Regions from separate parts of the Sus scrofa genome. Here regions 2, 3, 4 and 5 are each linked to region 1. A link is a contact called in public Hi-C and HiChIP or PLAC-seq data. All regions are on one chromosome and are shown on one strand. The core of a region is the stretch at or near the end of the contact, and the rest is flanking DNA. Distances in the headings are between cores, read along the strand shown.

What was found. A called contact is a pair of places that touch in the nucleus more often than the background predicts. HiChIP or PLAC-seq counts read pairs in DNA pulled down with a chosen protein or histone mark.
Region 2: a contact with region 1 is called in an H3K27ac HiChIP or PLAC-seq map of skeletal muscle. The contact joins two enhancer-like sites. A contact is called at or near these places in 1 of 47 Hi-C or Micro-C datasets (embryonic fibroblasts) and 1 of 2 datasets of contacts at active chromatin or transcription factors (skeletal muscle).
Region 3: a contact with region 1 is called in an H3K27ac HiChIP or PLAC-seq map of skeletal muscle, with 6 times the contacts expected there. The contact joins two enhancer-like sites. A contact is called at or near these places in 2 of 47 Hi-C or Micro-C datasets (alveolar macrophages and embryonic fibroblasts) and 2 of 2 datasets of contacts at active chromatin or transcription factors (alveolar macrophages and skeletal muscle).
Region 4: a Hi-C map of skeletal muscle shows a contact between it and region 1, with 5 times the contacts expected there. The contact joins two enhancer-like sites. A contact is called at or near these places in 4 of 47 Hi-C or Micro-C datasets (alveolar macrophages, embryonic fibroblasts, retroperitoneal adipose tissue and 1 more) and 2 of 2 datasets of contacts at active chromatin or transcription factors (alveolar macrophages and skeletal muscle).
Region 5: a contact with region 1 is called in an H3K27ac HiChIP or PLAC-seq map of skeletal muscle. The contact joins two enhancer-like sites. A contact is called at or near these places in 11 of 47 Hi-C or Micro-C datasets (alveolar macrophages, embryonic fibroblasts, fetal heart ventricle and 6 more) and 1 of 2 datasets of contacts at active chromatin or transcription factors (skeletal muscle).

What each region holds. Positions count from the first base shown.
Region 1 is chr14:56,644,988-56,650,979 of Sscrofa11.1, forward strand. No RefSeq gene overlaps it. Among named protein-coding and RNA genes, the nearest start is that of TARBP1, 22 kb to the right of the region's middle. Within about 2 kb of position 2,239, at least 49 of the 83 cell types and tissues checked have an H3K27ac peak or open chromatin away from gene starts, as enhancers often do. A contact at or near this core is called in alveolar macrophages, fetal liver, liver and 3 more, where this site is marked.
Region 2 is chr14:56,198,287-56,204,278 of Sscrofa11.1, forward strand. No RefSeq gene overlaps it. Among named protein-coding and RNA genes, the nearest start is that of TOMM20, 88 kb to the left of the region's middle. Within about 2 kb of position 2,770, at least 11 of the 83 cell types and tissues checked have an H3K27ac peak or open chromatin away from gene starts, as enhancers often do. A contact at or near this core is called in skeletal muscle, where this site is marked.
Region 3 is chr14:56,304,873-56,310,864 of Sscrofa11.1, forward strand. No RefSeq gene overlaps it. Among named protein-coding and RNA genes, the nearest start is that of TOMM20, 190 kb to the left of the region's middle. Within about 2 kb of position 2,704, at least 22 of the 83 cell types and tissues checked have an H3K27ac peak or open chromatin away from gene starts, as enhancers often do. A contact at or near this core is called in alveolar macrophages and skeletal muscle, where this site is marked.
Region 4 is chr14:56,326,935-56,332,926 of Sscrofa11.1, forward strand. No RefSeq gene overlaps it. Among named protein-coding and RNA genes, the nearest start is that of IRF2BP2, 220 kb to the right of the region's middle. Within about 2 kb of position 2,532, at least 10 of the 83 cell types and tissues checked have an H3K27ac peak or open chromatin away from gene starts, as enhancers often do. A contact at or near this core is called in skeletal muscle, where this site is marked.
Region 5 is chr14:56,361,362-56,367,353 of Sscrofa11.1, forward strand. No RefSeq gene overlaps it. Among named protein-coding and RNA genes, the nearest start is that of IRF2BP2, 180 kb to the right of the region's middle. Within about 2 kb of position 2,945, at least 60 of the 83 cell types and tissues checked have an H3K27ac peak or open chromatin away from gene starts, as enhancers often do. A contact at or near this core is called in alveolar macrophages, fetal liver, liver and 3 more, where this site is marked.

The sequences.
Region 1 (5,992 bases), core at 989-3,488:
CTGTCCCCTTCTGCTCTGTCCCCCACAGTGGCTGAGATCTGCCCAGGCTCCTATCCTCCCAGTGTCACCCCAGGCCGGCCTGCACCTGGGACCCGGCCCTGCCGAGGCTACGGAATTGTACGTGGTTCCCGCTCAGACCCACAAATCCCTGCTGGCCTCGGCAGGGCAGGCGCATGGCAGGAACCTGGCTCCATCTGCTTGCGAGGCTCACAAACCACGGTGAGCTTTTTAGTGATCTGAGGCCAAGTTTCCGGTATGTAATGAAAACTGAAACCCGGTTTTGGGTTTCCTTACCAAATTCACACACAGCTAGTCATGACAAGGGACTAAGTGTGAGGTGGCAAGGAGAGCAGCACCCAGGGACAGCCGGGACACACAGCGTTCAGGGCTATTTCTAGCCTGGCCACCGACTTGTTGTGTGGCCTGAGGCCCGTCACCTACCCTCCCTCCCTGTGGTTCACTTTCCCCAGCACTGAGAGGGGGCTTTTTACCAGAATGTACATTTCTGGTATGGGAAGGTGTTTTGAATTCCTCTGAATCTCTTTTAATTATAGCACTCACACCTGAGACTACTACAGCCATCTTGTGTGTGTGTGTGTTGTTGAATTTTTAAATAAAATTGAAACAAAATCTAGGATATTTATCTAGGCCCTCCATCTGTCTTCTGAAGTCTTGCTCTTATTTCTCTCTAGGCTTCAGCTTTTGATTTCAGACACACATAGACTTACAACTTATGGAGAATGCTGGAAAAGGAATTCCTGCCTTATTTAGACGGTTTATCTAAATGACCTCCTAGGAGTTCCTCTATGGCTCAGTGGGTTAAGGACCTGGCATTGTCACTGCAGCTGCTTGGGTTGCTGCTGTGATGTGGGTTCAATCCCTGGCCAGGGAGCTTTCACATGCGGGGGGGGGGGGGGGGGTGGCGGCCAAAAATAAATAAATAAATAAATAAATAAATAAATAAATTCCCAAATCCCTCTCGTCTCGAAGGTTCTGTGAGTCCATGACATGCCTTGGTGAAAGAGAACAAACCAGGCTTTGAAGTCAGGCATAACTGGGTCTGTCTCCTAGTTCTCACATTTACTGGCTGTGTGACTTCAGGCAAGCTCCTTAACCTCTCTGAACTGAGGTTTCTCATCTGAAAACCTGGGCCAGTGCCAACCACTAAATTGTCAGGAAGATGAAATAATAAAGTACTTTTAAAACATACAACAGAAGGCCTAGCAAATAGTAGGTGCCAAGGTAGATATTAGAGTCTGCTTTTCTTTATTCACACAAGTCTCTGAATGGGTAAAAAATGTAGGCCCTCAACTATTGGAATATCGCTTCTGTCTTCCACTCCAGGGCCCTACTTCTGAAAGAGAAAGAAAGAAGGAAATAAACGGAAACTCTCAAAGGCCTTTCTGAAAGCATCACCCATCTATTGAAATGTGCTTTCCATTCAAAAACTAGGTTATTCATTATTCATCTTATTGGAACTGAAAAGAAGGAAAGAGTTCACTGCTTACAACCCAGCCTTGACCACTGCTTGATTTCCATCATTTCCTGGTATCTATGTAATATGTCCCAAGTGTGAGATTGGCCATGTTGAGAGGCGAGCAAACTTCAGACTGAATGACCGTCCATAATGCCCTGGAATGAATGTTCCCTTTCCTAGCATTTCCACTCCAGGCAGTGCATTTCTGGGGAATTATTTCACTGCCTGGGTGGCCAGAGTCCCTTGGCCTTCAGCCTCATGGCTCACTGCACCACGCTGGGCAAGCAGTAACCGCCCAAAAATGCGAGTCTTTCTTTCATGCCCCAGTGGCATGAGTAACATCATTAACTCTTCAGGGCTGAGGTTTGGGATTACGTAAAAATTTTACACCCCACTGTGTTAGCTGTCAGAATACCAGAGTAACAAAGTGTCTGCAGAGTTCCTTTCCGTGCCAGAAATGTGGTTGCCTGACCTAATAAACAATCCTTGGGATATTTTTTTCCAAGCGATTCTATTTCAGCAGGATTGTGGGTTTCAAAATGGAAGCTAAGTCCTACAGACTTCAAGATCCAGGGAGAACAAAAATGCAAGAAGAAACTGGGCTTTGAAACTCTCCAGACAAGGGGAAAATGCTGCTGACGTGTCCCCTGGAAGGACAGCACAGGAAGAGCACAGCTGTGCAGTGTGGTGTTTCACATGCTCTTCTATACACAGGTTTTCTAAAGTGTAAGGGGAAAAAAACCCGTACAGGGCGCTCCCCTAAGAGGAGCCGCACAACACGTTTTCTCTGGGCCCTGGGCCAGCGCGGGGACCAACCAGAGGCCGGCGCAGAAGCACTGTGGATGCCGCGCGCCATCTGGTGGCCTGAAGCTGATATTGCGCGCTCTCTCCGGCCTTTGACTCCATTGATTTGCAGAATTTAATAGGCTAGTATTCTGGAGCTGCTTTTTTTTTTTTTTTTTTTTTAATCTTTTTATTTACTTTTTAATGATTTTTATTTTTTCCATTATGATTGGTTTACAGTGTTCTGTCCATTTCTATTGTACAACAAAGAGATCCAGTCATCCATATATATATATTCTTTTTCTCATATTATCCTCCATGATGTTCCATCATAAGTGACTATGTATAGTTCCCTATGCTATACAGCAGGATCTCATTGCTTAATTTATTTTATTGGAGTGTAGATGATTCACAATGTTGTGTTAATTTCTGCTGTTCAGCACAGTGATTCAGTTATACATATATATTCTTTTTCATTGTGTTTGATCACAGGATATTGAACCTAGTTCCCCACGCTGTACAGCAGGACCTTGTTTATCCATTCTATCTAGAATAGTTTGCATCTGCTAACCCCACTCTCCTACTCCATCCCTCCCTCAGCCCTCCTTCCCCTTGGCAACCACAAGTTGATTCTCTATGTCTGTGGGTCGGTTTCTGTTTCATAGATAAATTCATTTGTGTGATATTTTATATTCCACATAAAAGTTATATTATATGATATTTGTTTTTTCACTGTCTAACTTCACAAAGTATGATAATCTTTATATCCATCCATGTTGCTACAAAAGGCATTCTTTCCTTCTTTTTTATGGCTGAGTCATATTCCATTGTAGATATGTGTCCTCTGCTGATGGACATTTAGGTTGCTTCCAAGTCTTGGCTACTGAGAATAGCGCTGCTATGAATATAGGGGTGCATTATCTTTTCAAATCATAGTTTTGTCCAGATAGATGCCCAGGAGTGGGATTACTGGATCATACAGCGACTCTATGTTTAGTTTTTTGGGAACCTCCACACGGTTTTCCATAGTGGCTGCACCATTTTACATTCTATTGTGAGCTTTCTGTTCTGCTGAGGAGGGGACTGATCACCGGGGGGTCTGAAAGGAAGACACCAAGAGCCAGCTTTTCTAAATTCCGCTCCTTATTCTGCAATAGGAAATTCGAGGACTCGGGCTCTCCTCGGAGGTAATGATGGTCCTCTGGGACAGCACCAGGAGCCCTTAGCTCCAGCCCCAACCAGCCTCCTATGTCCTCCTGTCCAGGTCATGATGGCACAGGTTTGGGCATGAGAGCCTGGAAACCTCTTAGGTTCTCTTCTCCAGCCTTCTGAATCCTACGCTCTTTCAAGGTTGCTTCATGGCATCTGCACATTCTCAGAACAGCTGCTTCATTTTCGGCTCACACGAGTGTTCCCAAAGCATATTCCAAGAATACTGACTTACCTATTCAGAATTCTATCTTAAAAAAAAAAAAAAAGTCCCTCCAAGTTTTCGAAACCGAGTCACACCCAGCCAGTTAAGACAGGTGTTACTGTGGGACCTCTCAAGCGCTTTGACATACCGAGATTATAGAGGGTATTAAGAAGGAACGAGGGTTTGTTATAGTTTCCAAAGTCGTTCAACGTCGAAACCTTTCCTCCACCCCCACTTTCAAGTGCTTCTTGAAGTAAGCACACTTGACAAAGTGACTTTAGTGAGATATTGATCTATCGTACTCCCTTGACCCATGATTAAATAGCCATCTTTTCAAAAGTGAAAGACATTTGTGGTGATTGTGTTTTGGCTGCCATAACAAAGCATCACACACCGGTGACATAAACAGCCAGGATGTATTTTCTCACAATTTCTTCGGAGGCTCCTCTCCCTGGCTTCTCTTCTCCCTATATGTTCACGTGGTCCTTCCTCTTTGTGTGTCTGTGTTCAAATCCCCGTTTCTTTCTTTTTTTAAAATTTTTTATTTATTTTATTTTTGGCTTTTTAGGGCATACGGAGGTTCCCAAGCTAAGGGTCAAATTGGAGCTGAAGCTGCAGGCTACACCACAGCCATAGCAACGCAGGATCCAAGCCGAGTCCGCAACCTACACCACAGCTCACAACAATGCTGAATGAATCCATAACCCACTGAGAGAGGCCAGGGATCCAACCTGCATCCTCACAGATACTAGCCAGATTCGTTACCACTGAGCCACCATGGGAACTCCCAAATCTCCTTTTCTTATGGGGCCACCATTGTATTGGACGAAGGTCCATCCTAATGACCTCATTTTAATCTGCTCTTTAAAAACTCCATCTCCAAATACAGTCCCATTCTGACATGGGAATCTTGAGGAGAAACAATTCAACTCATAAGAGTATCTTATTTGTAAATCTGTTAGAGAAATTTGTGCTTCAGGGGGAAACTGCTTTCTTTAGAACAGGCCCGCCACTTGGCTTTATAAATAAAGTTTTATTAGCACAAAGCCACCCTCATTCATTCTCTAGGGTTACTTTCTTGTTCAACAGTAGAGCTGAGGAGTTGTAACAAAGGCCACGTGGCTTGCAACCTAAAATATTTACTGTTTGGCCCTTGAGAGAAAAAGTTGGCCCACTTTGGTCTGGAGCACAACCCTCAGGGTCATCTAATTCTGACGAGATAGGGGCTCTGTGGTTTTCATTGCTTCTGAGTTATTTCACAGCCATTGATAATGGAGATAATGGAGAGCAAGGGGAAATAATCCTTGCCCAGAAATGTGAAGATGCCAGCTTTGCCTCCATTTGCTCATTCCTTTCAGCCTTGCTCATCTACAGATCTTCTCTGGATTCCCTTTTGAACAGGTTGTGACCGCTTAACCGCTCCCTTGCTGAGCATGACTTAAGTGAAATCTTAAGCATACGTTCATTTTGTATTTGGATAAGCGTAATCCTTTTACCTTTGTGAAAATTTTCCTTTAACATATCAATGTTCTTATTATTGGGTGGGATCATAGCATTGGGATTATAAAGGACAATGTTTTTGTTCTTAAAAGATACATACTGAAGCATTTAGGGTGGGGGGTTATGAGGTCTACACTTGACTTTCACATGTTTGACATGTGTGTGTACATTCTCACAGATATTACACACACACACACACACACACATATACATAGAGAGAGAAAGTATATATAGTAAAACATTAACAATCAGAGAATCTAGGTGAAAGTCATAAGATGTCCTTGAATGGTATAGTATTCATTCAACTTTTCTATAGGCTCGACAACTTTCAAAATTAAAAAAATGGAAAGATAAATTTATGTCACATTCCCAGCTAAGCCTGTAGCTGGTGGGTGTCCTGTACATCTGGATGTTTCTCAGCACTTCAGAGAGCAGCCAACTACAGACAACTTGGCATCTCACTCTTGGCAATGGGTCCCACAAAAAAGAAGAAGTAAATGAAACACTGATATACTGATGTTTCTATTGTCTTTTTTTTTTTTTTTTTTTTGTGTTTTTTTTTTTTTTTTTTTTTTTTTGGCTTTTTACAGCCACACATGCCGTACATGGAAATTCCCAGGCTAGGGGTCGAATCAGAGCTGCAATGCCACAGCCACAGCAACACAGGATCCTTAACCCACTGAGTGAGACCAGGGATTGAACTACATCCTCTTGAATCCTTTTTGAGTTTATAACCTGCTGAGCCCCAGGGAGAATCCCCCCGCCCTTTATTTTTTCTTCCTTTTCTTTAGAGCTCTTAATGGTAACAGGTGAAGAAG
Region 2 (5,992 bases), core at 1,520-4,019, 450 kb before region 1:
TTTTTTTTTTTTTTTTAATTTGCTTTTTAGGGCTGCATTAGCAGCATATGGAAGTTCCTGGGCTAGGGGTCGAATTGGAGCTATAGCTGCCAGCCACAGCCACTGCTGCGAGCAGCAGCTTCGACCTATACCACAGCTCACCGCAATGAGCAAGGCCAGGGATTGAACTTGCATCCTCATGGATACTAGCCGGGTTCATTTTCCACAGTGCCACAACGGGAACTCCCTGGTTGGTTTTTGAAATCTGTGAGTCTGTTTCTGTTTTGTAAAGAAGTTCATTTGTATCATTTTTTAAAAGATTCTACAGATGAGTAATATCATATGATGTTTGTCACATGCTTACTATTTCCTTTTAAAATAATTGCTGAGAATATTAGTAACAAAATAGGGTAAAATCTAATGTGATCAATTTAATTTTTAGTACACCCATCACAAATGATTATTTATGTATATATGTATGTATGTATGTTTGCTTTTTAGGGCCACACCTGTAGCATACAGAAGTTCCCAGGCTAGGGGTCTAATCAGAGCTGTAGCCACCGGCCTAAGCCAGAGCCACAGCAACGTGGAATCCGAGCCATATCTGCGACCTACACCACAGCTCACAGCAACGCTGGATCTTTATCCCACTGAGTGAGGCCAGGGATGGAATCCGCGTCTTCATGGATACTAGTCGGATATGTTTCCTCTGAGCCACGACAGGAACTCCCCATTAGTATTATTTTTAAGCTGTATCAGTTGAATAAGAAATTAGAGGAATAGTATATCAGGGCTGCAATCAAATAGACTTTGGAATAGCCCTTTTTTGGAGTTGGTTATAACAAATAGATCTCCCCTGAAAAAATGTATTTTGAAATTCAAGTTAGTCATTAGTGGATTCATTTTCCTGCAATTCATATAAAATAATCAATGGGCATTATACAAAATGATTTCTTTGATCTCCCCAAAAGCTTGTTTTTCCTTATAGATATGTATTGAGCACCAACTATGTGCTAAGTACTTGGTCTTAACCCCAAGACCTCGTGGGGAAGACAGGCATGTAAGCTGGTGACATGACCCACTGTGACATGGGCTATGGCCATGGCCAGTCCAGGACATGGCGAGAATGCAAAGGTGTCTGGCCCCTTCTCTCAGCAGGGGGAGGTCAGTGGAGCCCTGATGGAGAAGGACAGGTGGGGCTGGAGGGCAATTCGGGAGGGGTATGGTTTGCAGGGAGGAGGCTGAGGAGAAGGCAGGAGGGGTGGGCTGGGCTGGCCATGGGTCCAGTATTTGTATTTATTTCCATTTTTATTTCTTTTTTTCTTTTTACAGCTGCACCTGTGGCATACAGAAGTTCCCGGGCTAAGGGTTGAAATGGAGCTGTAGCCGCTGTCCTACACCACAGCGACCTACACCACAGCTCATAGCAATGCCAGATCCTTAACCCACTGAGAGAGGACAGGGGTTGAACCCACATCCTCATGGATAAGGGTCGTATTCGTTTCCGCTGAGCCACAACAGGAACTCCTGAAGTGGCTTCTAAAGAGCCAGGTGGAGGCGGTGGTGTGAGGGGGTCCCGAAGCTTTGGGCATCATCACTGGGACCAAGCACATCTCCCCAGAGGGACAGAGGGATGGCAACAGAATCCCTGAGAGGCCAGCACTAAGGTTTCCGATGGGAGTTCCAGGAAGGATTTCTTGATGTAAGGATACTGTTAAGTGTGAAAGTTTGGTGTGGGTAGAAATAAAAATCCCTTCCTGCTGTTGCCTACTGGCTTTCAGAAGTGAGGGAGAAGGAGAGGGGAATGGGGTGGCAGAGGGGAGGGGAAGTGATGGAGAAGGGTGGGGGAGGAGGAAAAAGGAGGAGGGGAGAGGAAGTGGGAGGGGGGGGAGGGGGAAGGGGAGGGGAAGAGAGAGGGGAGAGAGTGGCACAGAGGGAAAGAGGGTGCAGTGGGGAATGAGAGGGCCAGAGCTGGGGTTCTGTCCAGGGCAGGTAATTCCAGAGAATGGTTGCGGAGGAGAGAGCAGGGTGTCTGGGGTCAGAGGCTTCTGCAAATTTGACCCTGCACCCGGATCCAGCGGGTGGCCACAAGTCAGTCTGCCTGATTTAACAGCAGCCTCCCTCTGTGGCTGCAGCCTCTGGGCCACCCCTCCTGCCCTTTTGCTGCAAGGCCCCAAAGAGCCCTCTGGCCTTGGCCGTTTCCACAGAAGAACAGAGGCCAGGGCTGGTGCGAACCCTGGGACAATAGGCGCAAAGGCTGTGTTTGCATCTCTGCCTTCTTCCTCTAAGGAGATTCAGAACAAACCTCCTCACTTGTTTGGGGGTCACGCAGCACGATGAAGGCTGAAACTTCACTAGTCACTAATGGGTTCCAGTGACTTCAGCAACCCAAGAAAGGAGACTTTTCTGGTCTCCTGGCTGGGGAGGGCGGTGAGCCCTGAAATAGCAATGACACTTAGGGTGGGGGCTGCAGGAGCACTGGGCCTTGGAGGGAAGCTGGCTCCAGGCATGTCCGGGGACGGGTGGTGTGGGAGCTGCTGTGGGGCCTCCTGACCAGCCTTTCTGCCCAGAGCTTCGAAGGATTCCCCATGGGGGCTGCCATACCCTGCTGTACCTCTTAGGGGCCCTGGGCTCACCAGCTCTGTGTGGCTTTGCCAGCCTGACTGACTTTCCTTCCTGACCTTCCCCGATGCAGCCAAAGTAATCACTTTCCCTCCCCACCGCGTGCCCTGCGTGAGGCATTTGTCCCTGATATTCCGCTGACATCTTCCTCTTCTCTCCATCTCATTCCCATCACTCCCTGCAGCCCAGCTGAATATTCCTTTCTCTTTGGGGACCCCGCTCCCTGTCACATGCCCAGGATGCATCCAGCTCTGCCCCCTTGGGGTGCCCCCCCAAGGCCATCGCTCTCTTTTCTAGCTCATTAATCATCTTTGCGGCTTTTCTCAGGAATTTTCTCTGAGTTGTTCGCTGGTTTCCTGGACAGAGGAGCACAGCCCAGCTGCTACTTTCCCAGGCATCGGACAGAAGAGGCCTCTTCTCTCTGGTCACAAAATAGCCCCTCTCGGCCAAAGCACGTCCTCGGGTGACTGCAGCTGGGGCTGAGCGGAAACACTCCCGGCTTCCGGGGAACTCTGTATAAGCTGTGTCTGTTTGGGACCCTTTCCAAGTAAAGGGTTGATTTTTTTTTTTTTTTTTTTTTTTTTTTTTTTTTAGTATTAAAAGGGCTGCATTATGCAAAAGAGGTCTCTCACCTTATAAAGCGGGCCTGGGACAGGGACAGAGGAAACAGTGTTGAGAAGAGGCCAAGGGCATTCAAAGGGATGCTGCTTGTTCTGCTGGAGCGATGTGGGGAGCAAGCTGACCTGTTCCAAGGCAGGTCCCCCGGGCAGATCTGAGGGGCCGGGGCAGTGGGGCATGGGGTGTAAGTACACAGGGCCTCCCTCATGGGACGAGTGGACGCAGTGGTTGGGGCTATTTATCCTTGGAGCAGGACAATGGTACAATAAAATAATCAGGGCCCTAGAGTCAGCGTAAGTGGTGTTTTCCCTCACCAGCTGTGAGATCCTGGCAATCCTTTAAGTTCTTTGAACCTTAACGACTTACCAGTAAAAAATGGGATAATGATGATGGCGATGGTGGCGTCCACTCCCATCTGTCCCTGGCTTGGGGTGGGTCTCCAGGGTGCCTGTCTGACCCCCAAGAACAGGAGTGAGGACACCTCCTCCCACCCTTGCTTGGGGGTCCCCAGTCCTGATAGGGCTAGAGTAGGCATAGGTGGTTGTAGAAGTCCCAATACAGGATCATAGATAATGAGGGAAACCTGGGGGATGTTGGGAGACCACTATAAGTTCAAGAAAGTCTTCAGAATAAGACAGGCTTGCTTAACTAGTGGAGGTGCAAGAGGAGAATTGCCTCAGGTCCTTGCATGGGGGATGGGATGAGGCCGGCACTGAGATTCAGACCAAAGGCAAGAGTTTGAAGACTGCCTTTCAGCTGATTTGAATACACACCTTACTGAATACAAAGGAGGAGCTACTACTCCTAGAAAGGGGAGTTCCCGTCATGGCTCAGTGGTTAACGAATCCGACTAGGAAACATGAGGTTGCGGATTCGAGCCCTGCCCTTGCTCAGTGGGTTAAGGATCCGGCGTCTCTGTGAGCTGTGGTGTAGGTCGCAGATGTGGCTCAGATCCTGCGTTGCTGTGGCTGTGGTGTAGGCCGGAGGCTACAGCTCCGATTACACCTCTAGCCTGGGAACCTCCATATGCCACAGGAGCAGCCCCAGAAAAGGCAAAAAGACAAAAGAAAAGAAAGGAAGAAGTCAGGCCTTTCTAACTCCCACATCTCTTGGATGATAAAACTGTGGCCCACCAGATCCTCTGACAGAGCTTCCTTGCCTGCCCACTTGCATCTATCACAAGCGTCCTATCCTAATAAATCTGTGTCGTGGCTCAGAGGAAATGCATCCAACTAGGAACCATGAGGTGTAGGATGCAGGTGCAGCGCAGATCCTGTGTTGCTGTGGCTGGGGTGCAGGCTGGCAGCTGTAGCTCCAATTAGACCCTTAACCTGTGAATCTCCATATACTGTGGGTTCGGCCCTAAAAAGATAAAAAAAAAAAAAAAAAAAAAAACCCAAACAAAAACATGTTTCTTGCCTACACCACAGGTCATGGCAATGCTGGATCCTTAACCCACTGAGTGAGGCCAGGGATCCAACCCACTTCCTCATGGATACTCGTTGGTTTCTTAACTCTCAGAGCCACAACAGGAACTCCTGCAGACAATTTTTTATGGCACTGTTTGCAATGGAATTTGATTTACAGGATGGAAAAAAGACTCCTATTAATATCTGCTCCTATTCATATCTGTCTTGAATTCATCTCTATTTTTCCCCTCTCTATGATTTTTAAACACTTGCCTGCAAAGTCTGACTCTGGTATCACAACCAGCCACTTTGGAGCCAGGTTCAACTGGCTTCTCTCAAATATGCCCTTTCTTTTGGATAGTTTGCTCCTCCCTGGACGTTATGGGCTCAGTGTCTAGACTGGGGATTCCTGGTGGCTTTTCCCCACCACATACTCCACGTCTCCCCCGTCCCCCAGGGCCAGTTCTCACAGCCTTTCCTTGGATAAATACGCTGTCTCTACAGCGGACTCTTTATCCTCTCGGCGTCCAAGGAAACTGATTCATCGCACTGAGGTTTCTGTCTGGGAACTGCTTCCCAGACGACCCAAGCCGTGTCCTGGCCTGTGTGTGGGGTCTGGGTTTGGGTCTGGTGCTTCTCTTCCTTTGTTCTGTTTCATCCCGTCTCCCTCTGGGATGCGGTCCCTGCCTCTCTTTCCATCCCATCGTTTCCCACAACTCCGAGACCAGCCTCAGGTGTCCTCCTGGAGAAACCCTCGCTGGTCAGCGCCATGGGAAGCTTCTCACATCCAGGGCTAGGTGTTCAGGCACATGGCAGCCTTCTGTGAGTGAAGTGTGCTGAAGCCAAAGGGTAACTCTTTAGGCATAAACATGAATAAACCAGGGGCAGCTGGATTTCCAGTCCTTTGGTTTCCTGTCTCAAGTTAGTGTTGTTCAACCATCTTGGTGGCATTTTTTTAGAGGCTTTGATGGTGGAAGGAAAAGCATGTCTTTCCATTTAGGAAAATAACTCCTCAGTTCAGTCTGGAATTAATTTTTTTCTGCCCAATTCTTTTCAGCCAAATGGCATTGTGAAGAAGCCCCTGCGAGCTTGTTTAATAACCCTTCTGCTTTGTTTGTTTGTTTTTTCCCATTGTTCAGAGGAGTGTTTCATTCCTTTAAGGAGTTTGGACAAGAATTTTCAGAGGATTAACAGGGACCAGGTTGTAAATTGGAGATGGACCATCCATCACGGAGGAGAGGCTGTTGACAGATTTAGAAGCCTTGCTGTGACAGGGGAGACACTGTGCATTCCGTCCAGTGGAATCAGGGTCTTCTATCCAATGAAGACTTCTTGATAGATGGTGGAGCAGCTGAGAATTCAGA
Region 3 (5,992 bases), core at 1,454-3,953, 340 kb before region 1:
GACCCAAGTTTCCCACAGCAGGAGGGGAGGATCCTGAGCTGCAGTGTAATTTATGTGGACAACACTGTCTCTCTTTGTGGACAGGGTTGACTCAAGAGTCCACTTGTCACCTGATTCTCTCTCTGCCAGGCCAGCTCAGAGTCCGTGGCCTCTGTCAGTGCTTGGAGACCTGGAGTGCCTGTGACCTCAGATGCTCCCAGGGGGCCGGCTCATCCATGGGCAGCAGAGCTGAACTTTCTGTCCGTCTGCACACATTTGGCTTTGTCGGTACACAGCTTGCCTGATGCCCCTGCTTTGCGTGCATCTTCCTCCAGCCCCGCCCCCAAACCCTGTGCCTGCTCGGGGTCCCCAGAGGAGATGGAAAAGGAGGTGGGAAGGAGAACTTCCTGTCTCCCCGATCTTAGCTAAAAATCTCAGCTCCGCCAGTTACTAGCTGTGCAGTGGTAGGTGTGTCTGAGCTTCCTAGTCTGTAAAGCAGGGATCTTCATTCTTCCTTGGCAGGATGTGTTGTAAATATCAAAGGCAGTGAAGGGTTTGACACAGGCGAGGAATTTGATAATAATATCCTTCTTATTCAGAGCAGTGTTCTCATGCCCTTATATTGTTTTCCTTAAATAATTTGAACAATGGTTCTCAAACTCTGGCCTCTGGACCAGTAGCATCAACATCACCTGGAACTAGAGTTCCCGTCGTGGCGCAGTGGTTAACGAATCTGACTAGGAACCATGAGGTTGCAGGTTCGATCCCCGGCCTTGCTCAGTGGGTTAAGGATCCGGCGTTGCCGTGAGCTGTGCTGTAGGTCACAGACGTGGCTCAGATCCCGCGTTGCTGTGGCTGTGGTATAGGCCAGCGGCTACAGCTCTGATTCCACCCCTAGCCTGGGAACCTCCATATGCCACAGGTGCAGCCCTCAAAAAACAAAAAACAAACAAACAAAAGACAAAAACAAAATCACCTGGAATTTGTCAGAGATGCACATTCTCAGGCCCTGCAGTTGAGGGGTCAGGGGTGGGGTGGGGCTCATGATCTGTTCTCACAAGCCCCCTGCCCCCCACTTCCCCGAGGGAATTCTGATGCACAGTAGAGCTGGAGATCCTCTGAATTAGAGTATCTTTCAGAACCGCTTGTGTTTCAAGGTCATTTCTTTGGCCTGTTTGATACGCTTGCTTGTGATTTGGGAGAGATTACTCTCAAGGACCGTCGAGGCTTGGCTGACACCTGTGAGTTGGGATGCGAGAAAGGGCCAGGGGAGTGCCATCCTCCTCCTCGTGTAGATGAGGGTCTTTGATCCACAGATCAAGCTTCTGGGCCTTGCTTTTCATCCCCAAAACACACACACACACCACACACACACACACACACACACACACACACACACGCCTCCCACCCCAAGGAGGGCTGTTCTCCATTCCCTGGGCATCGGAAGAGTGCAGACGGACCCTGAGCCTTTCTATTCCCTGCCAGGCCAAGTAAAGCTTCTCTCATCTTGGATCTTGTGGAAGATCCAGCCAGAGCCTGGTGAAGAGGGGCTCCCTGATGACCAGATATGCTCCAGGAATGAATTCCGCGTACCGTGCCACCAGGGCAGCCAGGCCAGCACTGCGCCTGAGCCCAGACAGCGTTCTGAGTACCATATGGAGGCTGTGATGGTGGGGAAACCTGATGCCTTGGTGTTGCCGTGTTCTGACCAGCCGTCTTCCAAAGAATGTGAGCTTGCTTTCATGTGGTTTGTTGTCAGCCTGCTCACAGAATTATTGAAGGAGGGCGCATCCAGGCAACACATGGCACTTGACTTTGAGGTCTATGAGCAGCTGCCCTTCCTGAGGGCCTACTGGGTGCCAGTCACTCCACAAGAAGCATGAAGTGTTTAGAGACTGGAATGGCCTCTGTTCTGAGAGCAAAACACTTCAAACAACTGCCCAGAATTTTGCAAATATCCAGGTACTTGGCGTTTTAAATGAACTTGGCATCAGTGTGAGTCTTTGACATTTCACCTCTCTTTTTGAAGGTACCGTGATTTCAGAGTGAGGCCAATCTGGCTTTGCTTTTGGCTCTGCCACTCATTAGCTCTGTGACTTAGGGAACCTCCCTGAGCCTCAGTTCCCTTTTATCTTCAGTGGCGATAAGAGTCCTTGCAGAGCTATTGGGGAGATGACAAGAGATCCACCATGTCTGGCACATGGTCCCTGAGCTGAAGTTGTTATTTTGGGGTTTGCCTCTGGGCAAAGCATTGGAAAGATAATATATCTCATTCATGGAAAAAGAACTTTGACGTAAGTGTTCCAAAATGTTAATGGATGAAAGATGAAAAGTTTTCACGACTAGAAAGGAGAAATCCTTCCAGCAATGTTTGGGTTTCTGGTTTCACCGTATCTCACAACATACCCCATGGTGATTTCCATACGGCAGTCCTTCTGGACCCCAGGTGAGGGACATGTGCCCACAGCTGGACCCTTGAACCATCGTCCAGCCTGTCAGCCAGCCGAGGAGCTGACTCAAGGCGCCGAGCCTGGCCGCCGTTTCCTCTGTGACATGTTTGTCTGGATCACTGACTGACACCGCTGGGAGCTTTGGCCCGCTGAGCAAAGAGTTCTAAGAACTACTTCTTGACTTTTTACTGTGATCTCATAGGTCAGGTCACTTTGGGGTGGAGCGTGTTGTCCAGATGAAAGGACGTGAGAGACAATGTCCAGAGAGTTTCACGGGCTCTGCAACAGAAAGGCGTTGGTGCAGAGCGACTCTGCCGAGGCTGACGGCTCAGACCCAGGCCTGGCCGAGGGGGGCTGTTTGTAATTCCTGAGGGCCCTCAGCAAATCAGGCGCTTTGAACGCGGAGATGGGAATTAGGCAAAAAGAATGGAATGGGCGACTCTTAAATATTAACAGAACAGCCCAATAAACTTGTCAAACCTTTGATTTATTTATTTTTCTTGTCTTTTTAGGGCTGTACCTGCAGCATATGGAGGTTCCCAGGCTGGGGGTGGAATCGGAGCTGTAGCCACCGGCCTACACCAGAGCCACAGCAACATGGGATCCGAGCCATGTCTGCGACCTACACCACAGCTCACGACAACGCCGGATCCTTAACCCACTGAGTGAGGCCAGGGATCACCTGGAGGCCTCATGGATACTAGTTGGGTTCATTACCCCTGAGCCACAATGGGAACTCCACCCAAGACTTTTGTAAAGACCCATGGAGGCTTCTAGAAGATCATAGAAGCCTATAAGCCCCTCCTTCCACCATGCACTTAAGGACTGTGTCTGCTCCATACAGGACCTTTGACCTCTCAGATGTAGAAACAGAACAAAGGCTTGAACATAACGCGGAAATATTTACCCCTTTGGAGTAATTGTGCGTGCCTTTATTTTGGCCTTGCTGAAAAGAGCAATATCATGTTTAGAAAAGAACATTTGCAAAGAAGAAAGACCTGGAACAAACCACAGCCTTCCTGAGTTGTTGACAGCTATTATTCAGTGGAAACCAAAAAATATTGCAGCATTGTTTTAACACGAACATTGGAAGTGGCTTCCTTCCAGGGCTTGGCTGATGTAGGTACCTGGGATCCGCAGCCAGAGCCTTCTGGGCTGTTTTGACTTTTTCCCCGATGGTGCTTGTTGATGCAGCTGTGGAAGAGTCTGGTGTGTATCCTGAATCTGCAATTGCTTCCTTCGATGGGAGTCAAATGTTTCCAGGGTCTGTCACTGTGTCTTCCTGAAGTGCTGCCTGCACCATTTCCAGGGTTTTCGCTGTGTTGGGGAAAAGCAATCTTTTCACTGTGGAGAAGCTTCTCGAGGTTTCTCAGAATCAGAGCGGTAGGTGTGGCCAGCAGATAGATTTTAGTGAACCAGGGAAATAGGAAGCTAGGAGGAATCTGGAGGCATTTAAGAGAAATTGAAGAATTCCTCTTCCAGGAAGGAGTATTCTTCTCTATCATCAGTTTTCTTCTAAAACCGGGCAACATGCAACTGGCCTATTTTGAGCTCTCGATGTCGTGTCACGGACCTGCACACCCAGCCTTGAAGCTGACTCACCCTGTGCCCTGCTGAGGTCATTTCATGTCTCGTTTTTCCCACCAATAATGGGGTTAATAACACCTGCCCCCAGTTTGTGAGACTCCAATGAAAAAAACATATGCGAAAGTGATTAGAAATCATAAAGCACTTTCCAAGTGAAAAGCAAGCCACGAGCCTTGGGGTGAGCCTCCTGCCCACCCACTCTGGAAGGGGGGACCCAGAGGTGAGCCCGGGTGTGTCGAACTCCTCAACCCCCTGCCTGTGACTCATCTCTGATGCATATTATCATTTCTCTGTGACAGATGACAAAAATGACTGGGGAAAGTGCAGTTTGGGAGGCCTGGCGGGGAGGCGCTATAAGAGGAGCTGAGATGACCCTCACTCTAGTCATCCTGGCTTAAATGTTGCTTCCTCCAGGAAGTCTTCCCTTAGCTCCAGGCTCCTGGGTCTGACCACACTGCATTGGAATTGCTTATCTAATTGTCTCCCCTGCATTCCACGAGGGCAGGACCATACATTCCACCAATCTCCGCTGCATCACCTGTTCCTAGAACACAGTTCTCAACCCCTCACTAGCTGTGTGACCTCAGTTTTCCTATCTGGTGAATGGGAATTTAAGTCGCCCTCATGAGGTTCGAGTGAGGACGGATGGAGCCCGTGGAACAGAGGCGCACTGCCTGCGGGGTGCTCAGAGAAGGGGCCTGTCTCACCCCGTGAGGTCCTGGGGGCAGCCAATCTGGAGGGACTGCTGTCACTGGGCTGGTGCTCCTTCTTGGAATCTGGATGTACTACTGCTGCCGTATTTGTTCTTCGAAAACCCTTCCATTTCCACTTCTTCACAGATGGACCCTTGATCATAGTCAGGTGCCCAAACCAAGCAACCTTCAGGCTGAATTCTTTGAATCTGTGTTCACTTGTGTCAGCCTATTGAGCCAGAGCGTTCATGGCTTTCCCTTGAGGACAATGACATTTGACCAACTGGTTTCGATGCAGAATTTGGGAAGTGAGAATGGCATGTAATTTTAAGTTTGAGTAAATGTGTCTACACAGGGGCTTTGTGTGTAGCTCTGGCACTGGGTGTACAAGCTCTCCTAGGGACACCCCCGAGGATCCCTGGGAGAAAGTGTCGGGCCAGCCTGGAGGAGCCTCACCTTGGGCCCTCAGGTCAGAGCTGGGGCTTAGGAGCCCAGGGCATATAAGGGATCTGGGTTGCTGCAGGGTGGGCTCGTCTGTGGTGTGGAGTCCAAAGCTGGGAACAGAGAAGGATGCAGAGCTGGGGAAACTCCAAAACGCTGAGAGGAGACCCAAGAGGGGGCAGACTGTGGCTCCAGGGAAGGTTTGGGGAAGGGACAGAACGAGGGGAGGGGAGGGATCTGGAGGTGTCGCCTGGGGCCACATGTGTGTGGGCTCTGAGGGGGGCAGAGAGAGGCTTCTCCCCAGGGGAGCAGCAGAACCAGAGTCCCCAGAGAACCACAGGGAGAGGCCAGCATGGGCAGAGGTCATCGGAGTGGAGTGAGAGTGTCCTGCAGGATCCTTGAAAATCATGAGCCCTGGCCCTCGCCGATGCCCCAGCTCCCTTTCAAGTGGCCTGACATTTGCCTCCACCATGTAACCACCTCCCAGATCAAGACGGGGAAGATTTTCCTCATCCTAGGAGGCTTCGTCATACTCCTTTCCAGGGAACAGTGCCTCAACTCACCCTAAGGCAGCCACGTTTCTGCTGATGATCCCCCCAGTCAGGTTTGCCTGTTTGTGACATCCGTATAAATGGAACGGTGCCATTGTCACCTGTTTGTGATCAGTGGCGGCCTCTGCTCTGGGTGTGTGACTCTTCGTTGTATTAAGCCTCCTCCAGCATGGACCACCCCCATCTGAAACCACTTCCCAGGGAGCCCCCCCTGACACCCCTTCCCCACCCTGCTTCTCACTGCTGTCCCACCCCTTCGGTCCTGGTCCTCCAAGGGTAGAACCTGGCAGCC
Region 4 (5,992 bases), core at 1,282-3,781, 320 kb before region 1:
GATGAGGCAGAAGTCCCCACCGCACTTCTGACCAGGCTTGCATACCCAGGGTACTGTTGACGAAACAATTCCATAGGGAAGAGGGAGTAGAGAGTTCTAGAGGCCACATGGGTTTTATTGAAGCAAATGCCAACTGTAACTCTGGAACTTCCTTCTGATAAGACTCCCCCACCCTGCCACCCCTGGCCCAACCATTGCCGACTACACTAAGGGAAGAGCCCCGTGACCTAGCATTTGGAAGGATAGGGGTTGAGTAAATGAATGACTGAGAGGCCATGGTTCCTTGTCTTCTGCTCTGTTCTGAGAAGCCCGGGGAGGGGGTCACACGTCGGGGCTCACTCTTTCAGAGGGATCCAGGCAAACCCGGGTGGGAACATGGGAGTGACAAAGTGCATGGAGGGCTTTCTTTCTTTCTTTCTTTCTTTCTTTCTTTCTTTCTTTCTTTCCTTCCTTCCTTCCTTCCTTCCTTCCTTCCTTCCTTCCTTCCTTCCTTTCTTTCTTTCTTTCTTTCTTTCTTTCTTTCTTTCTTTCTTTCTTTCTTTCATTCTTTCTTTCTTTTTTTCTTTATCTTTTCAGGGCCACGCCTTCGGCATATGAAAGTTCCCAGGCTAGGGGTTGAATCGGAGCTGCAGCTGCTGGTCTATACCACAGCCACAGCAACGCCAGATCCAAGCCTCGTCTGCCACTTATGCCGAAGCTCGTGGTAACACCAGATCCTTAACCCCACTGGTGAGGCCAGGGATTGAACCTGCATCCTCATGGAAACTAGGTCCTGTTCTGAAGCTGCTGAGCCACAGCGGGAACTCCTGGTGGAAGGTTTTACATCATGACAAAGGAGGACAGGCTGGAGGAGCTTTTGGACTATTGCTCTGAAGGACGGGGCTCACAGGCTCATCAGACGTCTACAAATCTGCAGTGATCCTTCTTGTGCCAGAGGGATCCAGACCCCCTAGGGGTGGAGGGTCTGCAGTAGTGGGAGGGATGTCTAGTTATGAAGAAGGATGTCACTGTGGCTCAAGGCCCATCCTGGTGCCTGGGGCAGAGATGAACTGCTTGTCCTGGGGGCCAGGTAGAGGTGGGGGTGGGAGTCGAGGAGCTCCCCTGGAGAGGTGCAGCTCTTTGGTCCCTGGTCCAGGCTTGGAGAAGTCCTTTGGAGGCTGCCATTCTGCTATTGCCCTGCCTGGGCTGGGTGGAGGAAGGCTCTGTCCTTGGCTGGCTTTCCTTCGACCTCTGGTATGTGGTCTGGCCTTTCTGGACAGCAATGGCGTACTGGCCTTGACTAATGGGGTGCTTTGTACCCAGATCACTTTTGCGGGGAGTAGAAAAAAAAAACACCATGGGAATTCCCATTGTGGCTCAGCAGTAGCACACCTGACTAGTATCTATGAAGTCGATCCCTGGCCTCGCTCAGTGCATTAAGGATCCGGTGTTGCCCTAAGATGTGGTGTAGGTCACAGACGTGGCTAGGATCCTGCATTGCTGTGGCTGTGGTGTAGTCTGGCAGCTGCAGCTCCAGTTTGACCCCTAATCTGGGAATCTCCATATGCTGCAGGTGTGGCCCTAAAAAGCAAACAAAACAGAAAAACAAACAAAAAACAAAAAAACACGCCCCTCTGAGGAGTGGACAAGTCTTTGCTCCAGGGCACCCAACATCCTTTGCTCAGTCACTGGAGCTCATGAACCAGGCCTGATGCATCCTTCCTTCTGCAGTTTTTAATTAGGGGGAGGGGGGAGAGTGGCCTGGTAGAAACTGGCTGTGGTTCTGGACCCAGAGGGATCCTGGACTTGGTCTCGGGCAGCAGGGTCAGGGAGGGGGCCAGAGGGCCAGGGCTCGGCTTGGCACCCAGGCCAATGGAAGTTGACTGTGGCCCCTGCCTCCAGAACTCCTCGGTGCCCCCTGCTTCTGGCCAGTGCATCACTGGGTCCTGGCAGCCCCAGGCAGAAGATAAGTCTGTTCCAACATCCATCAGTAACAGAACAGCTGCACCTTCCCCAGCTCAGGAACAGGAGCCTCCCTAAACCAGATCAGCGGGTTTATATGGACAGAGTTCAGGCTGGTGGGAACTGGACTCTCGGTGGAAAGACTGACATCTGTCCCCTCCTGGGACCCCACCCTGCTCAGTCTTTTCCTTAAAGTCCACTGGAGCAGAAAAAGCACCTTCTTTTCTGGGGCAGCTGCTCCGCTAGCTTCCAACATGTTGTGCTCTGAGTTCATAAAATCAGATGCATCAAAGGGAGAAGAAGCTGCGAGTGCTCAGCCCACGGGGACAGGAGGCTTCAGAGACTCCAGTTGGCTTTTTTCTTTCCACGTGTGTCAGATGTGTCATCTCAGAGCCCTGGCCCGTACTGGCTCTTCTGCCAGGGAAGGGAAAGCAGAGCTGTGGTGGGGTGCCCCTTGGGCTGGGAGGATGCTGTAAATGGGGTGACAGGCGCTCCGAGAGAAGTGCCAATAACCAAATCAAACATGAGCGCAGTCGCACATGTCATCATGATATGATGTAAGTCGGGCTGGGTCTGGGCCCAGCTGTGGCCTTGAAGGCTAGACAGGGAACATTCTGTGCTTGGGAGCCTTCTCCTTCAGCTGCTTGCAGGAACTGCCTGGTCTCGAAGCCGAGTCTCAATGCTCTGATTCAGTGGCCATGTCAGCGCCACAGCAGGCACGGGCTGCTCTTGTTGAAAAAATAGCAGCTCTTCTGCTGACTTCAGTTTACAAAGAGACAGGAGAGTCCATCCAGCCTCCTCCACTGTTCATACTTGACCTTGTCTCATCCCTCCAAAGTCAAATATTGCCTTTGAAAAATACTTGGCAAGGGCAAAAAACAATAGGTTCCACAGGAGCCTGAGGCATTGGTGGGGAAAGCTGAATGTAGTTTACTTTTGTTTGGGGACAGATGATTCATTTTCTTAGTTCATAAACAAAACCTATAAAAAAAAGTCTGGCTTCTACCCTTGCTCCCATCAATCCCAACCCAAGTGAACCCTTATATTGGTTTCTTGAGCCTCTTTAACAAACATGAGCAGATGTGTGTATTTATATATTAAAAAAATATTTTTTCCTTTTTCTTCCACAGAAAATAAAATGCACATGGTTCATAAAAGAATGGATGTTCAATCTCACTTTTTTTTGTCCTTGTCTTTTTTTTGAGGGCTGCACCCACGGCATATGGAGGTTCCTAGGCTAATCAGAGCTATAGCCGCCAGCCTACATCACAACCACAGCAACACGGGATCCCAGCCGAGTGGATGACCTACACCACAGCTCACGGCCACACCAGATCCGTAATGCACTGAGCAAGGCCAAGGATCAAACCCGCAACCTCATGGTTCCTAGTCGGATTCATTAACCACTGTGCCACAACGAAGTCTCCCTCAATCTCACTTCTGTTAGGAGAAATGCAAATTGAAATGACCATGAAATAGGATCATTGTTGGCAAGGCTGACAAAAGTTAGCATTCTATACAAACTGTTTTGGACTTTGCTTTTCTTACCTAGTTGTATATCTTGGAGATCTTTCAAATTGGGGCGTAAAATGTGTCTTTACTCATTTTTACAGCTTTATAGTATCCTACTTATGGACATACCATAAATTTCTTTAACTAGTCTCCTATCCATGGACCCTAAGGTTGCTTTGAATCTTTTCCTGCTACAAACAGTGCCACCCAGAACACTTCCTGTTAAGTCTGGTACATCTGTAGGAGAAATCCTGGCAAGGATGATTGCTGGGTCAAATGGTAAGTGTGTTTATAATATTTATAAGGTTTTCCAGTTATCCTCAATGGGATGATGCAACATACACAACCGCTAGCAGTCAATTAAAGACCCTCCTTCTCCACAGCCTTGCCACGTAGGCATTTCATTGCAGTTTTAACTTGCATGTCTCTTATTTCAAAGTGAGAATGAGCCTCATTCAGTTCTCTTTTTTAAAAACCCCCAAAAATCCATGTAGTTTATTTTATCCATGTTGAGTTTCATTAATTAAGCAAATTGTAGAAGATACAGTCTTTAAAAATTTTTTGGTTTGTTTTTTCATTTTTTTAAAGTTTTATTGAGGTGTAGTTGATGTACAAGCTTGTGATCATTTCTGCTGTACAACAAAATGATTTAGTTGTACACATACCCACATCCACTCTCTTTCAGAGTCTTTTCCCACATAGATTATTAGAGAATATTAGGTCGAGTTCCTTTGCTATATAGCAGGTCCTGTCATTCAGTTCTTTACAGCGCCATTTGCATTTCCCTTTTTATGTCTTGCTTCTGCATATCCTTTGCCCATAGGAACAAAAATTGTATTATTGGCTTGATCCTTTTTCCTTAGTGATATCTGAGAGCTTTTTCTATTAGTTTATTTATTTATTTTTGTCTTTTGTCTTTTTAGGGCCGCACCCTCGGCACATGGGGGTTCCCAGGCTAGGGGTCCAATTGGACCTATGCCGCAGCCACAGCAACATGGGACCCGAGGCACGTCTGCAACCTACACCATAGTTCATGGCAAGCTGGATCCTTAACCCACTGAGCGAAGCCAGGGATCAAACCTGCAACCTCATGGTTACTAGTGAGGTTCGTTAACCCCTGAGCCACTGTAGGAACTCCTGAGAGCTCTTTCTATGTTAAGGGAAGACTGGCTCTCTGTGATAGGAGTTGCAGCTATTTACCCCACAACTGTCTTTTGATTTTGCCTATGGGGTGTGTGTGTGTGTCTAAGTGAAAATAAATTTTTTAGGTGATAGAATACAGTAATCTCTTTTTGGCAGTATGAATTCTGGGAAAAAGAAAGGCTTTCCATACTCCAAGAGTAAATTTTCTTCTACTACTTTTATGGTTTCATTTTTTAAATATTTCTATCTTTGATCCATGAGGAGTTGACGCTGTGATGAAATACAAATCAAACTTACTCTTTTGCAATGTTCTGATATTTACTGACCCATTCCCCAATGAATAGATACATCACCTTTGTAATTTATTCCATTTCTGATTAGAATTGGGTCTATTTCTGTATTTTCTAGCTTATCCCACTGGTTGCGCTGCCGGTCCCTCAGCCAGCACTACGTTGTCATTACCAAGACTTCCTGATATGCTTTGCTATGTAGCTTAGCTGCCTCCTCTCACCCATTTCTTCTTGTTTTCCCCCACGGTCCTTGCTTCTCTTTTTCTTTTTCTAGGTATTCTTGCTTGCTTCATTTGACATCTGAACTTTAGAATCAGATTACTTGGTTTAAAAAGTTGACATTTCTACTGAGATGACACTAAATTTATAAATCAAGGAGAATCAATGTGAGCATGAAGCTTCCTTTCTCAGAAAGTAGTTCATGTTTCCATTGGTTCTACTCTTCTATTGCATTTTTAGAAGGTATTTCCCTTAGGCATTTTGCACAAATCTTCATTTTATTTGCAGGTGTTTTATTGCGTTGCCATTGTAAAAAATCCCTTGATGGGGATGGCATTTTTATCACCATATCCTCTACCTGGTTGCTATTTGCATTTATAAATGCAGTTGTTTTCCAGTATGTTAGTTGGGTATCACGCTATATGAATGAACTCATTGTTTGTAGTTATTTTCAGAAACTCTTTAATTTAAAGAATATTTAGGAAAGTATCCAAAATGGGTATTTCGGCAATTAGAAGAAGGCAGCCACAAATAGGAAGGAAGCACAAATATGATATTGGGGAAACCATAGTTGGGGTAGAGATGCTAAAGAGTGTGCCTCTTACGTGGAGAAAGGGGAACCCTCGTGCACTGTTGATGGGAATGTAAATTGGTGTAGCCACTGTGGAAAACAGTGTGGAACTTTCTCAGAAAACTGAAAGTAGAACTACCATATGACCCAACAACTCTTCTCCTGGGTAGTTATCTGGAAAAGAATGAAAATACTAATTCAAAAGGATACATACACCACAATATTCATAGCAGAAATATTTACAATGGCCGAGATATAGAAGGAATCATCTATCAACAGATGAACGGTTAGGAAAGTGTATAGTGTATCTATCTAT
Region 5 (5,992 bases), core at 1,695-4,194, 280 kb before region 1:
TGGGAGCAGGTGTTGGGTTGCAAGATAGGCAACCTGATTCAGCTGGAGGTCCAGCCTGAGAGAGCTGGTTTGGGGTCAGACAGTGGTAACCAAACCCTGGACTTGGTGGTCAGATGCTTTTAGGGAACCTGGGATAATTGCTCTGGAAAGCGCTGTGGAATACATGAATAAGTGAAGACATAAAAGCATCTGGAAGCCTCCCCATGTCTATACACGGTCCCAAGGCTGAGTCATAACCCATTCTCACCTTTCCATGCAGAATGCTTCCGTCTACGTGGTTCAGGAAAGGGGATTTTTCTTTTCTTTTTTTTCTTTTTAGGGCTGCACCTGCAGCATATGGAAGTTTCTAGTCTAGGAGTCGATTCGGAGCTGCAGCTGCTGGCCTATGCTATAGCCGTAGCAACGCCAGATCCAAGCCACATCTGCAACCTACACCACAGCTCATGGCAACGTCAGATCCTTAACCCACTGAACAAAGCCAGGGATTGAACCCATATCCTCATGGCTACGTCGGATTTGTTTCTGCTGAACCACAATGGGAACTCCAGGGAAGGTGATTTTTAAAACCAAAATATTCTAGAGACAGCTCTTGCCATCTCTCAGACCTGGTCCTCAGACCCTTTTCTTGAAAGAGGTTTTAGAGAGCAGAATATTCGAGACCCGAGGTCTTGAGGGATTCTTTCTCTTTTACTCTCTCAACAAAGACAGGCAGAGGAATTTATTATTATCCATTTAAGTTGATTGGTGTCCAGGAAAATCTGGCGAGTGCAGAGATGCTTAGCTAGTTCCTTTTCGTGTGAGCCCAAAGCACTTGGGGAAAATTTTTCTATTCATAGTGTCCAAGTGAGGCAAGCAGACGTCAAGAGTTATCATTCCATTTAACAGATGGAAAATTGGAGGGGTTCAGAACAAGTTGAGAACACGGCTCAGGAGAGAAGCCATCTCTCTCTGCCCGTATAAGTCAGCGAGTTACCATACAAATGGCCACAGTCACATGCTCTTGGGACATGCCTTTCTGAGGTCAGCTTTCCCTGGTCAGTGTCCCTCCTCAAGCCAGATGGAGGGGGTGGATCCTGTTGGGCTTCAAGTTCCCTTTAGGGAGATAGAACTCCAAGCGTCTGGCCAAGACAGGAATTGCCAGACCCTTATCATCACCCCTCCTGTCTCATTGTAGTGCTCCCTCCCCCACCTTGAGCAACCAGGTCTACTCCTTCTTGCCCCTACTAGGAAAGGTATATGGCCCACTCCTCGCCCCACCCCTATAGGACCTTACATGCTCCCAACCAACCAGCAAGCGTATCCTAAGACTCCCCTCTTTCCCCAACCAATCAGCAGGTCAGCAGATATATCCTGAGACATCTCCTCTCCCTGGGCTATTAAAACAGACATGACCACACGTTCAAGGATTGGTTCTCCCCGATCATCAGCAAGTCAGCCTGCTTTGCTTGCAGCATCTCTTATCTCAATAAACTCTACTTTCTCTCCCCTCGCCATGCTCAATAAACTCTTCTTTCTTTTCACCCCGATACGAGTCCAGAAATTATTTTGTGACCCGTGTGCACAGACCACAACAGGTCCAAAGGCATCTATACTGTCTCCTGGGTCTTTCTAAGTGTCAGGGAGCAGGAGGGTCTCTCTAGTGTGGCCCCCACAGCATTGCTCCAACGTTGTCCATAACCTCTTGACCATCCATGTTTATCGCACACTCTTCATCTTTGCCGTCATCCTCTTGGGCCACCAAGTCTGAGCGCACCTTTCCCAGAGCGTTCTGCCCCCCAGCTCACGTTTCCCCAGCTAGTTTTCTTGGTGGCGGCAATTCATCCCTGGCTACTCGAGAGAATTAGCCTTAAAAAAAAAAAAATACACATGTTGGAGTTCCCACTGTGGCTCAGTGGTTAACAAATCTGACTAGGAACCATGAGGTTGTGGGTTCGATTCCTGTTTAAGGATCCAGCGTTGCCAGGAGTTGTGGTGTAGGTTGCAGATGCAGCTCAGATTCTGCATTGCTATGGCTGTGGCGTAGGCCGGCAGTTGTAGTTCTGATTCGACCCTAGCCTGGGAGAGCCTGGGAACCTCTATATGCCAAGGGTGTGGTCCTGAGAAGCAAAAAGAAAAAAAAAAAAATACACATGCTTGTGTCCTGCACCCAGAAATGTTTCTAGTGGTGGAGGTGGTGTATCTGGGAGTTGTCTGCGCAAAACAGGAATTTTGCCCCCTGCATCCTCTTGTTTCCTGGGCTGGGCCTTGGGGGAAAGCTCTCCTGGGCACCAGGACCTGGTGTCACAATCAGGCCATAAGAAACTGAGGCTAATGCTGCTTTTTTCCAGGGCAGCGAACAGGCAACCTCTCTGCCCAGCAAGGCCACCCTGGGCCCCAGCAGGACGACTGGGGTCAGGGACGGGGGCACTGGCCAGGGTGACCCCGGGGGAGGGGCTGGTGTGGCCTCATGCCTCTCAGCCTGAGTTCCTTGGACCCCCTTGGCTTTTCTGATCGTGAGTCCCTGGGCTCCTCTCCTCCCCGCAAAATGCCCAAGGAAAGAATCATACAGAGGACAGGCTCAACTGTGGGAGGCTGGAGCAAAAAGCCAATAAAACTGGCTTTATTTGTAATGTTCCCGTGTTTGTTATTTCGTTATCCCTACCCTGCTTCCTCCAAGCAATGTAACAAGGAAAAGGATTTAAAAAAAAAAAAAACTCCCTGCTCTAAGTATGCATGAACTTCATGGCCTCACTTGATCCTTTACCTCCTTCTTCTCCAGCAGGCCAGTGCATGAATTCCTCTCCCAAACGGTGTGTTTTCCATCCTAACTTTTATGGCATGTCCCTCGATTAATGGTTGACGTATTCATTTTCTCCCCTCCGCCCCCATTATCAAAGTGTGCTTTGACTAACGATTAACTCTCTGGTTAACAGAAAGAAACCTGTTAATCATCTACAAGCCCTCGAGCAGGAAAATCATTCTTTGTAACCTTTTCCCAACGGCAGGAGAGCCCCCTGTCCCGAGGCAGCTGACCTTCAACCACACCTGGGTCCCGAAGCTTGCAAAACCCCGACTGTAATCGTGTTACAAGGGCTTATTAGTAAGCCAAGGTCATAAACCCCTGAGGAGCGAGTGACGCTGGTTCTCCCAGCCAGGCAGGGAGAGCACTCTTCAGTCCAGACACCCTAACTCCAGGACCCTATAAAGAGACCAAGCGGCACCTCTTTTTTAAAAAAAAAAAAAATTGTTTTGCCAGTGAGGGCTAATCATTCTCTGTTGTACATTCTTTGTTGCTGGGAGACTCAATGGCTGTACAGGCTGTTCTTTCTCGGAGCCATAGTTCAAAAGTGCTCCTGACCCAAACACACACGTGTTGTAATCCTGCCCTCCCTTGTGTGGGGCCGGCAGACAACTAGCAAGTGTGCAGCCCCAGCCAGACCCAGAGGCTGGAAGGGGGGAACCTTCTTCTGAAGTTAGGTGGGCGGTGCCTTTCTTTCCTGGAAGGAGCTGGAGGAGGAGGGGAAGGGATGGGGCGGGATGCTTTAGGGGGCCCCCTCCTCACCCCAGAGGGAAGGGCTGGAGACCTGTGGCTCACCATCTGGGATGCGATGTGTGCCCCAGGGCTAGAGAGTCAGTCCTCGTGGAGAAAGCAACCCCTTCGTTCATTTGCAAAGCTGATCTGCTGTGGAGTGGGGAGGCCGGGAGAAAGGAGGGCTCCCCTCCATCCTTGCTGGGTTTGGCTTGCTTTTCTCCCTGGTGGCACCCCGCTCCTTCTTCTTAAATAAGACCCGGCAGCAAGGGAGAGTCTGGTCTGCTGAGAGGACGCAGGCGCTGCCAGACTTATTAGGAAAGAGGCAGCCCGGGTTTTGGCCAGCGCTGGCGCTGTGGACCACATGGTCCTCTGCGCGCCTGGTTACTGTCAGCGCTGCGCTCTGGACCCCGCCGCCCTGGCCTCCTCCCCGCTGCCCGCAGCGCCTGCCCTGCTCCGATCCAAACATTTCCACATTAGGCAGCCTTGCTGCCTGGCTCCCCGCCTCCAGCCGTGACCTGGGGTGACCTCCGTCCCGGGCTCGATGCCAAGCGCTCCACCACAGGTGCACTTGCCTGTTTTCTGGGTCGCCCTTGTGATCTGGTGTCCAGGTGCTTGGCAACATTTAGCAAACCTTCCTCGGTGCTCTGTGTCGTCTTGACACTGTTTGCGCAGACACCCTTGGGGATGCGGGAGAGGAGCTGGTGCCTCTCCTTCATGCACTTAGTGCCTGGCATGCCGCGCTGGCCTCACCAAGATGCTGGATGACCCTCTCTCCCTCTTCATCCCCCGCCCTCCCCCTTTAAGCAGGTCTGACTTGTCTTTTGGACTCAGAGAGTCAGAGCAGAAGTTACGATTCCTTCTACACACACACCCACCCCTAGATTTGTGCAGCCATATATGGTAGCCACCCGGGCATGTGGCTCAGGAGTGGTGAAAATGGGACTGCTTCAAACTGAGACATGCTGGGTGGGGGTAAGTCACACTGGATTTCGAGGACTTTGTTAAAAAAAAAGAACGGGAAGTATCACACATGTTGAAATGCTCATATTTAAGGAAGAGTGGATTAAGTAAAATATGCTATTAAGAAGAATGTTACCTTTCTGTCCACTTCCTTTAATGCGGCTACTGAAAGATGCAGCACATTAGTTCGCATTGTATTGGGGTTGGACTGCTACGCTCTTGCCTGTTCCACTGGGGACGGTTCCTTCCGTGCTTCCTAATATTCTGGGGGTCCCTGACAGCGGGTGGTTGCAGGCTCTGTACCTACAGCTCCCTTCCTGCCCTCAGAACTTCTAGCCACAGTCCTGGATCCAGGCCTGGGACCTCCTATCCTGGCGGCATCCCCACAGGAAGGCCCCTGGCTACACAGCCATCCTTGCCTCATGGGTGTTCTCAGCCTGCTCGGCTGTCCCTGAGCCCTGCTCTCCTCTGGTCTCTGTGCCCAGTGTCCCTGGCAGACAGCATGTGAACGTGTGTGTGCTCAGCCTGAGGTTGGTGAGCTGCCCTGAAGGGAGGAGCAGGCAAGAATCCAGTTTTCTTTTTTCTTTTATTTTTTTAGGGTCACACCCTCGGCATATGGAGGTTCCCAGGCTAGGGGTCTAATCGGAGCTGTAGCTGCCGGCCTACGCCAGAGCCACAGCAATGCCAGATCCAAACCGCATCTGCAACCATCACCACAACCCATGGCAACACCGGATCCTTAACGCACTGACTGAGGCCAGGGATTGAACCTGCATCATTATGGACACTGTATCAAGTTCTTAACCGGCTGAGCCAAACTCAAAATCTGTTTTTTTTTTATTTTTCCATTGTGAGGGGCAGAAACTGATCAGTCTAAGTCACAATGCTTTGGTGTCAGTTATCAGCACATGAAGGAAAGGCCAACTAAGGCTGGCCTTTAGACCTGCCGGGTACTCTTTGAAAGGCATTTTTAGAAATTCTTATTTTATTGAGAGTGTGAGCATTTAAAATCAAGTAAAAATCACACATCACAATTTCATTTATTTTACATGAAATGTTTATGGGGAGTCAAAATGTTGAGAGGGGAAATAGCACCTTCTGAGACTGTCCTGTCTCATATGGTACATGGGAACTTGAGACATGGCTGGTCCGTATTCAGATATGCCATAGTTTTGAGACTTAGTGTGAAAAAAGGAGTTCTCACTAATAATTTTTTATTTTTATGAAATTTTTATATTTAATGATGAAGACATACTTTTGATCCACCAATTTCTATTATCAAGATGAATTTTACCTGTTTCTTCCTTTTTTTTTTCTTTTCTTTTCAGGGTCGCCCCTGTGGCATATGACATTGCCAGGCTAGGGGTAGAATCGGAGCTGCAGCTGCTGGCCTCTGCCACAGCCACAGCAACGCCAGATCTGAGCCACATCTGTGACCTATGTTGCAGCTTGTGGCAATGCCGGATCCTTGACTTACTGAGCGAGGCCAGGGAACAAGCCTGCATCCTGAGGGATACTAGT